2 separate regions of the Sus scrofa genome follow, and region 2 is linked to region 1. A link is a contact called in public HiChIP or PLAC-seq data. All regions are on one chromosome and are shown on one strand. Each heading gives the region's core, a stretch centred on a gene start, on an enhancer-like site or on the middle of the called end of the contact. The rest is flanking DNA. Distances are from core to core; before and after follow the strand shown. Region 1 overlaps SLC12A3 (solute carrier family 12 member 3). Region 2 has its middle 31 kb from the start of NLRC5.

Region 1 (4,661 bases), core at 1,231-3,730:
TTAATGTCTGTGCACCTGCAGGTGATCTTGTTACAATGCAGATTCGGATCCAGCTGGTTTGGGTTGGGACCTGGGATTCTGCATTTCTAACCAGCTCCTGGGTCATGTGGGGCTACTGGTCACTGGTCACACTTTGAGGAGCAAGGGTCTAAAGAATGCAAGGTGCATTCCACTCCTGGGCATATATCTGGACAAAATTTTCATTCAAAAAGATACATGCATCTGTATGTTCACAGCAGCACCATTCACAATAGCCAAGACATGGAAACCACCAAAATGTCCACCAATAGATGAATGGATTAAAAGATGTAGTATAGGAGCTCCTGTCGTGGCTCAGTGGTTAATGAACCTGACTAGCACACATGAGGATGAGGGTTTGCTCCATGGCCTTGCTCAGTGGGTTAAGGATCTGGCATTGAGAAAGATGAAGTTTGGATCCTGCCTTGCTGTGGCTGTGGTGTAGACTGGCAGCTACAGCTCCAATTGGACCCCGAGCCTGGGAGCCTCCATGTGCTGCGGGTGCAGCCCTAAAAAAGCCAAAAAAAAAAAAAAAAAAGATGCAGTACATATATACAATGGACTATCACTCAGTTACAAAAAGAATGAAATAATGCCATTTTCAGCAACATGGATGCAACTAGAGATTCTCATACTAAGTGAAGTTAGTGAAAGACAAATACCATACATATCACTTATATGTAGAATCTAAAATATGGCACAATGAACCTATCTGCAAAACAGAAACAGACTCATGGACACACAGAACAGACCTGTGGTTGCCAAGGGGAGTGAGGGGGTGAAGAGGGATGGACAGGAAGATTGGGGTTGGTAGATGCAAATGATTACATTTAGAATGGATAAGCAGAAGTTCCTGTTGTGGAGCAGCAGAAATGAATCCGACTAGGGACCATGAGGTTGCGGGTTTGATCCCTGGCCTCACTCAGTGGGTTAAGGATCCGCGTTGCCATGAGCTGTGGTGTAGGTCAAAGACTCGGCTCGGATCTGGCGTTGCTATGGCTGTGGTGTAGGCCGGCAGCTGTAGCTCTGATTAGACCCCTGGCCTGGGAACCTCCATATGCCACAGGTACAGCCCTAAAAGGACAAAAAAATATATATATCTATATATATAAATAAAAAAGGAATGGATAAGCAATGAAGTCCTACTGTACAGCACAGGGGACTACATCCAATCTCTTGGGATAGAACATGATGGAAGATAGTATGAGAAAAAGATGTGTATATAGATGCATGACTGGATCATGATGCTGTATGAAAATGACACAACACTGTAAATCAACTGTAATAAAAAGAAAAAAAAAGAATGGGTGTTACACTGCAGCAAGGTCCTCAGGGTGGCTGAGGAAACAGATAACAGACATGAACTAAGTATAGAATCAGGAGCAGCAAGCCAGCTGGCCCTGACTTTACCCCCACAGGGAAGAGATGCCACCTTTGGTTTGCGGCAGTCAGGGAAGGCTTCACAGAGGAGGTGGTGATCTGGCTGAATAGTGAATAGTGGCTAAGACTATTACAGGCCAGAGAGGGTCGACAGGGGTGTCCACATTGGAATCACCCAAAGAACCTTCTAAACAACACGCCTGCCTCGTCCCTAGCCCACCCACTGCCTCAGAGTCCCTGGGCAGGACATAGCTTTGGTGATGCCCCAGGACTAGTTGGTGGGGAGTAAGCACCCCAGGAGAGTGGTCCAAATAAGCTAAGACACAGGGGTTCAGGGATGGAGCCGGAGCAGTGAAGAGCTGCCTGGGAGGGTGCGGGGCATGCAAGGGACGGAAAAAGGAGATAAGCCCGAAGGACCAGGCTGGGGCCCATCTGTCAAGCCACCGCTGGTCCCTGAACTTGGGAGTAAAATCAGGAAAGCAGAGCTGTGGGCACATGTCTTGGTGTGCAGCCCGGAGGTGCCAGGCCCAGGAAGGGCCTGGGCAGGAGGCAGCACGGGCCTGGGGTCACTAGGAAGGCAGAGGATGTGGCCGGGTCAAGAATCAGCTGGAAGGCAGAGATTTCACAACCTCTACTTGAGAGACAACCCATGACACACAGTGCCGCAGCCTTGAACGAAACCAAACTGGCTGAGTCCAGCTTTCAAGTGGAGCTAGAACAGGAAGCTGAGAGGGAGGGCAAAGCAGCCTTCACGCGTATTTGCCTTTTGAGGACACAAAGAAGCAGATACTATGTTTCCCAGGCAACGCTCCCAGGCATGGCTGAGAAGGGTCCTTCAGTAGAGAAGTTCTCAGCGGGGGCAAGGACCCAAGATGGGATTGCTGGTCACCCCTAACTCATGCAGGGGGCGACTCAGAGCAGGTGGGGGGATGTGGTCCTAGCAAAGGACTAGGGTGCCACAGGCCACAGGCTCCCGACTCTGGGATGTCATGGCGAGCACCAAAGGCTGGGCAGGGTTTTCTCTTTGGCTAATTGTTACATGATTTGAGGCAAGGTACACCCCATCCTTCCCAGCCCATTTGCGCCCTCTAGTGGTCCCTCCATCCTACAACCTTTCACTTCACTTGAGCTGGCCTGAAGTAGCAGGTACCAGCTCTAGGCACACAGGTGACTCCTGCCAGCAGCACAACTGTGTTCTGCCTTACTATTTACTTCCTTCTCAACTTAAGTCAACTCACATTCTTTTTTTGTGGCGTTTTTAGGGCCACACCTGCAACATATGGAAGTTCTCAGGCTAGAGGTCGAATCAGAGCTGCAGCTGCCAGCCTCAGCCACAGCCACAGATCCACGCAGGATCCGAGCCACTTCTACAACCTACACCACAGCTCATGGCAATGCCGGATCCTTAACCCACTGAGTGAGGCCAGGGAATCAAATCTGTGTCCTCATGGATACTAGTCAGGTCTGCTACCACTGAGCCACAGTGGGAACTTACAACTCTCATTCTTACTTAGATACATCTTGAAAGGAAATATCATATCACAATACAAACAGAAAATCAGCATCTCCTGCCAGAAAGATGCGACCAATAAAACCAGTAAACAAATGTCACTAAATTCTGGTGGATGCCATTGCCTGTCAAGCACTCAAGCCAGGCTGGCCCTCTCCTGTCTAGACAGAGAACCAGCCACAGGAGAATTAAGTCATTTCTCACCAAGAGATTCTGTGGGATTTGCTGCCCTTTATTCTGGCCACCGAAGTCACCTCTGGTCTCACCATGGATAGTACTCCAAGCTTGGGGGAGGGGAGACAGTGCCCTGAAGGAGCCTAAGCTCTGCCTCATTTCTGAGGAGGAGGGGCCTTCTCCATCCTTTATTTCACCCAAGGTTCTCCTTGAGATTTGTGGTTTTATAATTTGACAACCCTCCTGGTCATGGTGAGGACTAGGGAATGCGGTTTTTGTTTTTCATTTTTTTTTTTTCCTTTTGTAGGGCCACACCCACAGCATCTGGAAGTGCCCTGGCTAGGAGTTGAATCGGAGCAGCATCACCACAGCAATGCCAGTTCTGAGCCGGGTCTGCCACCTGCACCACAGCTCACGGCAATGGCGGAGAGTGAACCCACTGAGCAAGGCCAGGGATTGAACCTGCATCCTCACGGATACTAACTAGTCAGATTCATTACTCCTGAGCCACAGCGGGAACTCCTTTGTGCATGTTATTGAAGAGGTCAGGACACCAAAACAGCTTCTGCAATGGAGAGAAAGCTGCTCTTGCCCAGAGCTCCCTCACCACCACTGCACCCTGAGCGAGGCGAGCCCTGGGGCAGCAGCGGAGGGCAGAGGGGGCGGCTCGATGTGGTGTCACCGGATGGCGCTGGTCCTGTGGACCCACATGGCGCTCCCCACTTACGCCTTTCTTTCCTGGTCCATCCTGTTGATCTGGCCCCCAACGAACACGCGGATCCTGCATTTACTCCATCGCTTCTTCCGGCCGAGGAGATAGGGGACCAGGAGGGTGAGGCCTGGCAAGGAGGGTCCCATGAGACAGGAGAAAAATGCCCGCAGGATGCAGCCCTCTCTGGGTTCCCACCCCACTCTGCCCCGAGCAAGCCCTTGCCCCTCTCTGGACCTCAGTTTGCCCACCCCTATGATGAGTGACCCAGACTAAACCAGAATGGCACACAGGGCTCTCTGGGCTGGGGTTTATTTGGCCTGCATGATGCTTTTAAAGAAGCGAGCTGGCATTGCATAATTGGGGGATTTCACTTTAAATCTAAATCACTGTCCTTATCACCGTGTCATTCACAAAGACCTCACCGCTCTGGGCCTCCGTTTGCTTGCTTGTAAATAATAGTTCCTACCTGGGGACTGCATTAGGTTAAGCCAGGCAAACAGTGTCAAGCTGGAGTAACTGCTCCATCTACATTATCTCCCATTAATAGGATACATCCTGCTGGTGCGTGATGTTTTCTTTATATCTAGGACCCTATCAAGAGTGGGAACAAGAAAGCTGAGTCATGTTTTAAGAAAAATGGGAGAGAATGTTTTCTTTGGGAAACAAAGACTACTCCTGCGGCTGTCCTGGGCACTGGCCCATCTCTCCCATTTATGTCATGTGCCTGCGACCCCAAAGGCCTGTCTCGTCTGAAGCTTCCCCCTCACGCTGACCTCAGCGGCTCCCATAAATCCTGCAGTTGACAGTTGACAAGGGAGGGGTGAAGCCAGCCTCCTCTTTGCTGGGCTCCGAGGTCTCACCAGAGGC
Region 2 (4,661 bases), core at 561-3,060, 69 kb before region 1:
ACCTCCATATGCCACGGGAGTGGCCCAAGAAAAGCAAAAAAAGACAAAATAAATAAATAAAAAATAAATAAATGTTTGACAAAGATTATGGTTCAGCCATTCTTTGGCCAACTATGTAGTCAGTTAAGATGACATGTATTTATATTACAGACAAAGAGCTAATTTCCTTAGTATATAAGGTGCTTTTACAGTCAAGAGGAATAAGACCAACAACCCAAGGGAAAAGCAGGCAAAGGATATGGATAGTTTGTGAAAAAGAAACTACAAGTGACCCTTAAATATTTGAAAAGATGCCCAAAATCATTGATAAGAGAAATGAAAATGAAACTAAACAAACAAACAAAAAAAAACCCACCATTATTTGAATACCAGATCAGCCACTGTGGAAAAGTTTAATAACACATGTGTTTTGAGGGGGTGGGAAGCCGGCCTCCTCACACATGGCTGATGCGAGTGAAACTTACTACAACACTTAAGGAGGATAATTTGCCAAATTTATAAAAAAGTTCAAACTGCCTATTTTCCCCTTACACTTGCATATGCACTCCTGGCTGTTCTCCCTAAAGATTTACTCTCATAGGCAAAAAGGATGCTTGAACGGACATGTGTAATAGCACTGATTGGGATAACAAGAGACAGGAAAACAACCTAAATGCCCAATCATATTTAAATCAATTATGGAACAACCATGCCCTGAAATATTATGCAGACCTGAAAAAAGAGAAAAGGGCAGTTTTTTTTTTTTTTGGTTTTGTTTTGATGTGGAAAGATTTCCAAATTACATTAAATTTTAAAAATCAAGATAAAACCCACTAAATACAGCATACTATCCTTGTGAGAAGGGGATGCATATATAGATATATACTTGTAAAGGCTCACCTGGACTATCTTAAGGAAGGAAACGTAAGAACCTGATAACACTGGTTGTTTTCAGGAAGGGATATCAGGGGGCCAGGAGACTTACTTCTCATTACATACTCTTTTTTTGCATGTTTTATATTATTTTATTATGTGGATGTACTAGATACTAAAAATTAAACCACTGAAAAATGATATTGCATTTAGTTTTCCTTTAATATATAATTCCATAATATTTAAAAAGTATAATTCCATTTTAGCTTTTATAAGTCAATTAAAAAATAGGAATATAACACATAGAAAAAAAGACGAGAAGAAAGAGGGAGTTCCTGTTGTGGTGCAGTGGAAACGAAACTGACTAGTATCCTTGAGGATGCTGGTTCGGTCCCTGGCCTTGCTCAGTGGGTCGGGGATCGCGCATTGGCATGAGCTGTGATGTAGGTCACAGACACAGCTCGGATCCTGAGTTGCTGTGGCTGTGGTGTAGGCCAGCAGCTGTAGCTCTGATTCGACTCCTAGCCTGAGAACGTCCATGTGCCATGGGTTCTGCCCTAAAAAGCGAAAAACAGAAACAAAAAGACTGGAAGAAAGAAACCAAACTGAGAATAGAGGTCATCTGAATGAAACTTAATTTTCCCTTGGGTTCCTTAAACCATTTCCTTTGACGCTAGAGCATTCCAGCCAGAGGGCTCTAAAATTCTGGGAATTCAGCAGAAGACTTTGTTAATTTTTTTTTTTTTTTTTATGGCTGCACTTGTGGCATATGGAACTTCCCAGGCCAGTGATCAAACCCATGCCTCTGCAGCAACCCAAGCTGTTGCAGTCAGATTCTTAACCCACTGAGCCACTGGGAGAAGCTCTAGCAGAAGACTTTGGAGTGACTCACAGGATGGAACAGGAGTCCCATCAGAAAGAATCAGGATTGAAATAGGCAGGATAAACAAGTGATCTCATGCTTCCTCAGGCCTCTCCCCTTCACACTCCAGGAAACCTACTGGTTTCATACCCTGGTCTGTTAGGAGAGAGGATGACTGCAGAGCAAAAGAGTCGGGGGTCAGCGGTGGCCACAAGAACTAAGTGTACAGCCACCTCCACCCCCCAGATCTGCAGAGAGCTTGAGAATACCAAAGGAGCAGAATGGCCGTTCACGACAATGTCGCCCAGCTCTCAAGGATCTAGGAAACCCCTGACAGCATGGAGGTTACACAATCATGCTTATTCTAAAGGGGACAAGCCCCACGTATGACCAAGTACTTGGCTGCCTCATCACTTCCGCCTGGCTTTCAGGGCAGTGGATGGCAGACACATATGCAACCAGCAAGGTCTCAGGAACCAAAGCCTTCGCTTCTCAGACAGCCCGAACCCACCACCAGACTGATCCATTTCGCAGATTTTTTTTTTTTTTCCTTCTCCGATCGTCAGGGTGTTTGGCTCTCAGCCTGAGCTGCCGCCAAGGTAGACATCGGGCTACCAGCCAACACAACAGCTACGAAAAAATAGAGCCGGTACAGAAAACCAGTAGTGTGCATCCTCAGAGGTTACAAAGTATTTGCACCTGTCTTAGTTTGCTTAATCGTTAGGCCTCCAACTCCCTGTGGAAAGCAGAGGAGAGATTCTGGGAGGGTCGACTGGTTCCTTAGCTTTGCTTCCGCTGCAACAAGGAACCACAAACTGGGCGGGTTAAAAGGAGAAACGCATTCCCCCACAGGGCTGGAGGCCAGATGTCTGAAATCAAGGTGTCTGGAGGGCCGCGTTCCCTCCAAAGCCTCTAGGCTCGGACCCTGCCTCGCCTCTTCTGGTTTCTGGTGGGTGTGGGCACTTGTGGGACTTCCTTACTGGGAAGGTAGCTGCCTCATTCCAGTGTCTGCCTCTGGGTCACGTGGCTGTCTTCTCCCCGCCTGTGTCTACCTTCCTGGGCTGGGCTCTTCTCATAGAAAGGACACCAGTCATACTGAATTAAGGGCCCCACTCTCATATGACTTCATTTTAACGACTTACATCCCTATTTCGGAATAAAGGTACATTCTCGGGTAGAGGGGTTAGGACTGCAACACATCTTTTTCAGGGACACAATTCAATCCACGACAGACGGGAAAAGACACCCTCAGTAGTTTTGCTGAGTTTTCCTGAGAGAAGCAGGAATATATGTTGGGTGTAAGGACACTGACTTGGCCCTCCAAACATCCAGTCACCTCTGCATCTCGGCCAGGAATAAGGCCAAGCGTATCACGAAACTCTGCCAAAGAATTTTCCCCTTCTGCTTGCCTGCCTTCATCAAGGACCCAGCACTCATGCTTGCGTGGTACCTTGAGGTGAACCATACACTGGGCACACCTCATCTCCTCCAACCCACCAAACACGCTCTGAAGGACCTCTTATCGTCCCCATGGCACAGATGAGGAACCGAGGTTCTCAGGGATAAAACAGCCGGTGATCAGCAAGTAAATTCAAGGTGCCAAGAGGCCTGGTCTGTCCACCTCCCACCCTAGGCATCAGTCAAGCTGCCGCTGTGCTTTGGAGGCAAGGCAGGTGGGCATAATCATTGGCCAGCCGGCGCTGGGGTTCAGTAAGGATGGGGAGCCTGGAGGCGCCATGAAATCATCAGCTTTACCTCTCCCTTCTGTTCTCCACGAAGAGACCAAGCCTAGTGCTTTGCTGCGCTTATTGCTTCTTAGAAAAAAAAAAAAAGCAATTTGGAGGGATGAGGCTCCAGGTACATCCCACCTGCCATCCTCCAGTTTGGGAGCCTAGGGCTGAAGGGGGGCAGGGGGTAGCTTCCCTGCCTCTTCCCAAAAGGCCAGCCCAGGCCAGCCAACTCCAGGTCCTGGCCCCCAGGGGTGAGAAAACGACTTGCAAATGCAAAAAGCAAGTAACAAAATGACACCCCTGTATTCACCTATTATTTACGAGATTAAAATAATTCAGCCAGAATAGTCTGTGGAGATTTGACATTACTGTTAAAATGTTTAAAGTTATGCCAATGGTTATATATTTTTATCAAAGACTCCTTCTTTTAGTACATTCTAAAATATTTCAGCCGAGATGCCATGATGTCTGTTTCTCTTTTGTTTCAGAATGAGGTGCTTCGGGGATGAAACTGGGCTGGGCTGGGGTGAAGACTGCTGAAGTTGAGTGGTGGTTACATACGGTTTGCTTATATCAAAACCGGCAAATGTTCACAGCTCAACCCAGTTCTACCCCTTCCACTTTTGCACATGTTTGGAACTATCCATCATAAAAAGTTTTTTTGGAGTGTGTTGAGGCTAAAAAGTCTGATTTGTGCGCAAGGAGCGGTGGGACTTCTGAATTCTTTAAGAGGCGACTAAAAGTTGAAGCTCCAGGAGGTGGCAGGAGCAGGAGCGCCGAGGGAGGAAAGGAGCGGGAACGTAGCCGCGTCCTGAAACCCAACCCCGGTGACCCTGACTTGCTTTCCTCTGCGGCTGGAAACTCATCCCCCAAACTCTGCCGGGGGCAGGGTGAACGCCGCCTGGGACGCTGGCGCCCCATCTGCCCACCGGTTCACCAGTCCAGCCATCGTCGGTGCGACCATTCATCCGGGCAGCCACCGCTCCAGAGCCCTCCTGCATCCCCTCCTCCCCGGCTCGGCGCCGCATTCGCACCCCGAACCTCCCGCCCCGCTCGCCCCCGCAGGGTCCCGCAGCCCCGCGAAGTGCTGGGCACTCACCGGCTGCGCTCCTGGCTTCGCTGCGCTCCCCACGAAACTGAAAGTAGGCGCCGAGAGCAGCAGGCAGGCGGCGGGTGCTGGGAGCCGGCGGCCGCTGCCGGGAAATCACGTGGATTCG

Evidence for each region. HiChIP or PLAC-seq counts read pairs in DNA pulled down with a chosen protein or histone mark.
Region 2: an H3K27ac HiChIP or PLAC-seq map of alveolar macrophages shows a contact between it and region 1. The contact joins two enhancer-like sites. A contact is called at or near these places in 1 of 5 promoter capture datasets (fetal skeletal muscle) and 2 of 2 datasets of contacts at active chromatin or transcription factors (alveolar macrophages and skeletal muscle).

The regions. Positions count from the first base shown.
Region 1 is chr6:18,869,405-18,874,065 of Sscrofa11.1, reverse strand. SLC12A3 (solute carrier family 12 member 3) reads right to left here. Exons shown (of 26, transcript XM_021093898.1): 22 at 3,810-3,921. Among named protein-coding and RNA genes, the nearest start is that of SLC12A3, 27 kb to the right of the region's middle. Within about 2 kb of position 2,480, at least 37 of the 83 cell types and tissues checked have an H3K27ac peak or open chromatin away from gene starts, as enhancers often do. A contact at or near this core is called in alveolar macrophages, where this site is marked.
Region 2 is chr6:18,937,635-18,942,295 of Sscrofa11.1, reverse strand. It overlaps a transcript of NLRC5 not described here. Among named protein-coding and RNA genes, the nearest start is that of NLRC5, 31 kb to the left of the region's middle. Within about 2 kb of position 1,810, at least 16 of the 83 cell types and tissues checked have an H3K27ac peak or open chromatin away from gene starts, as enhancers often do. A contact at or near this core is called in alveolar macrophages, where this site is marked.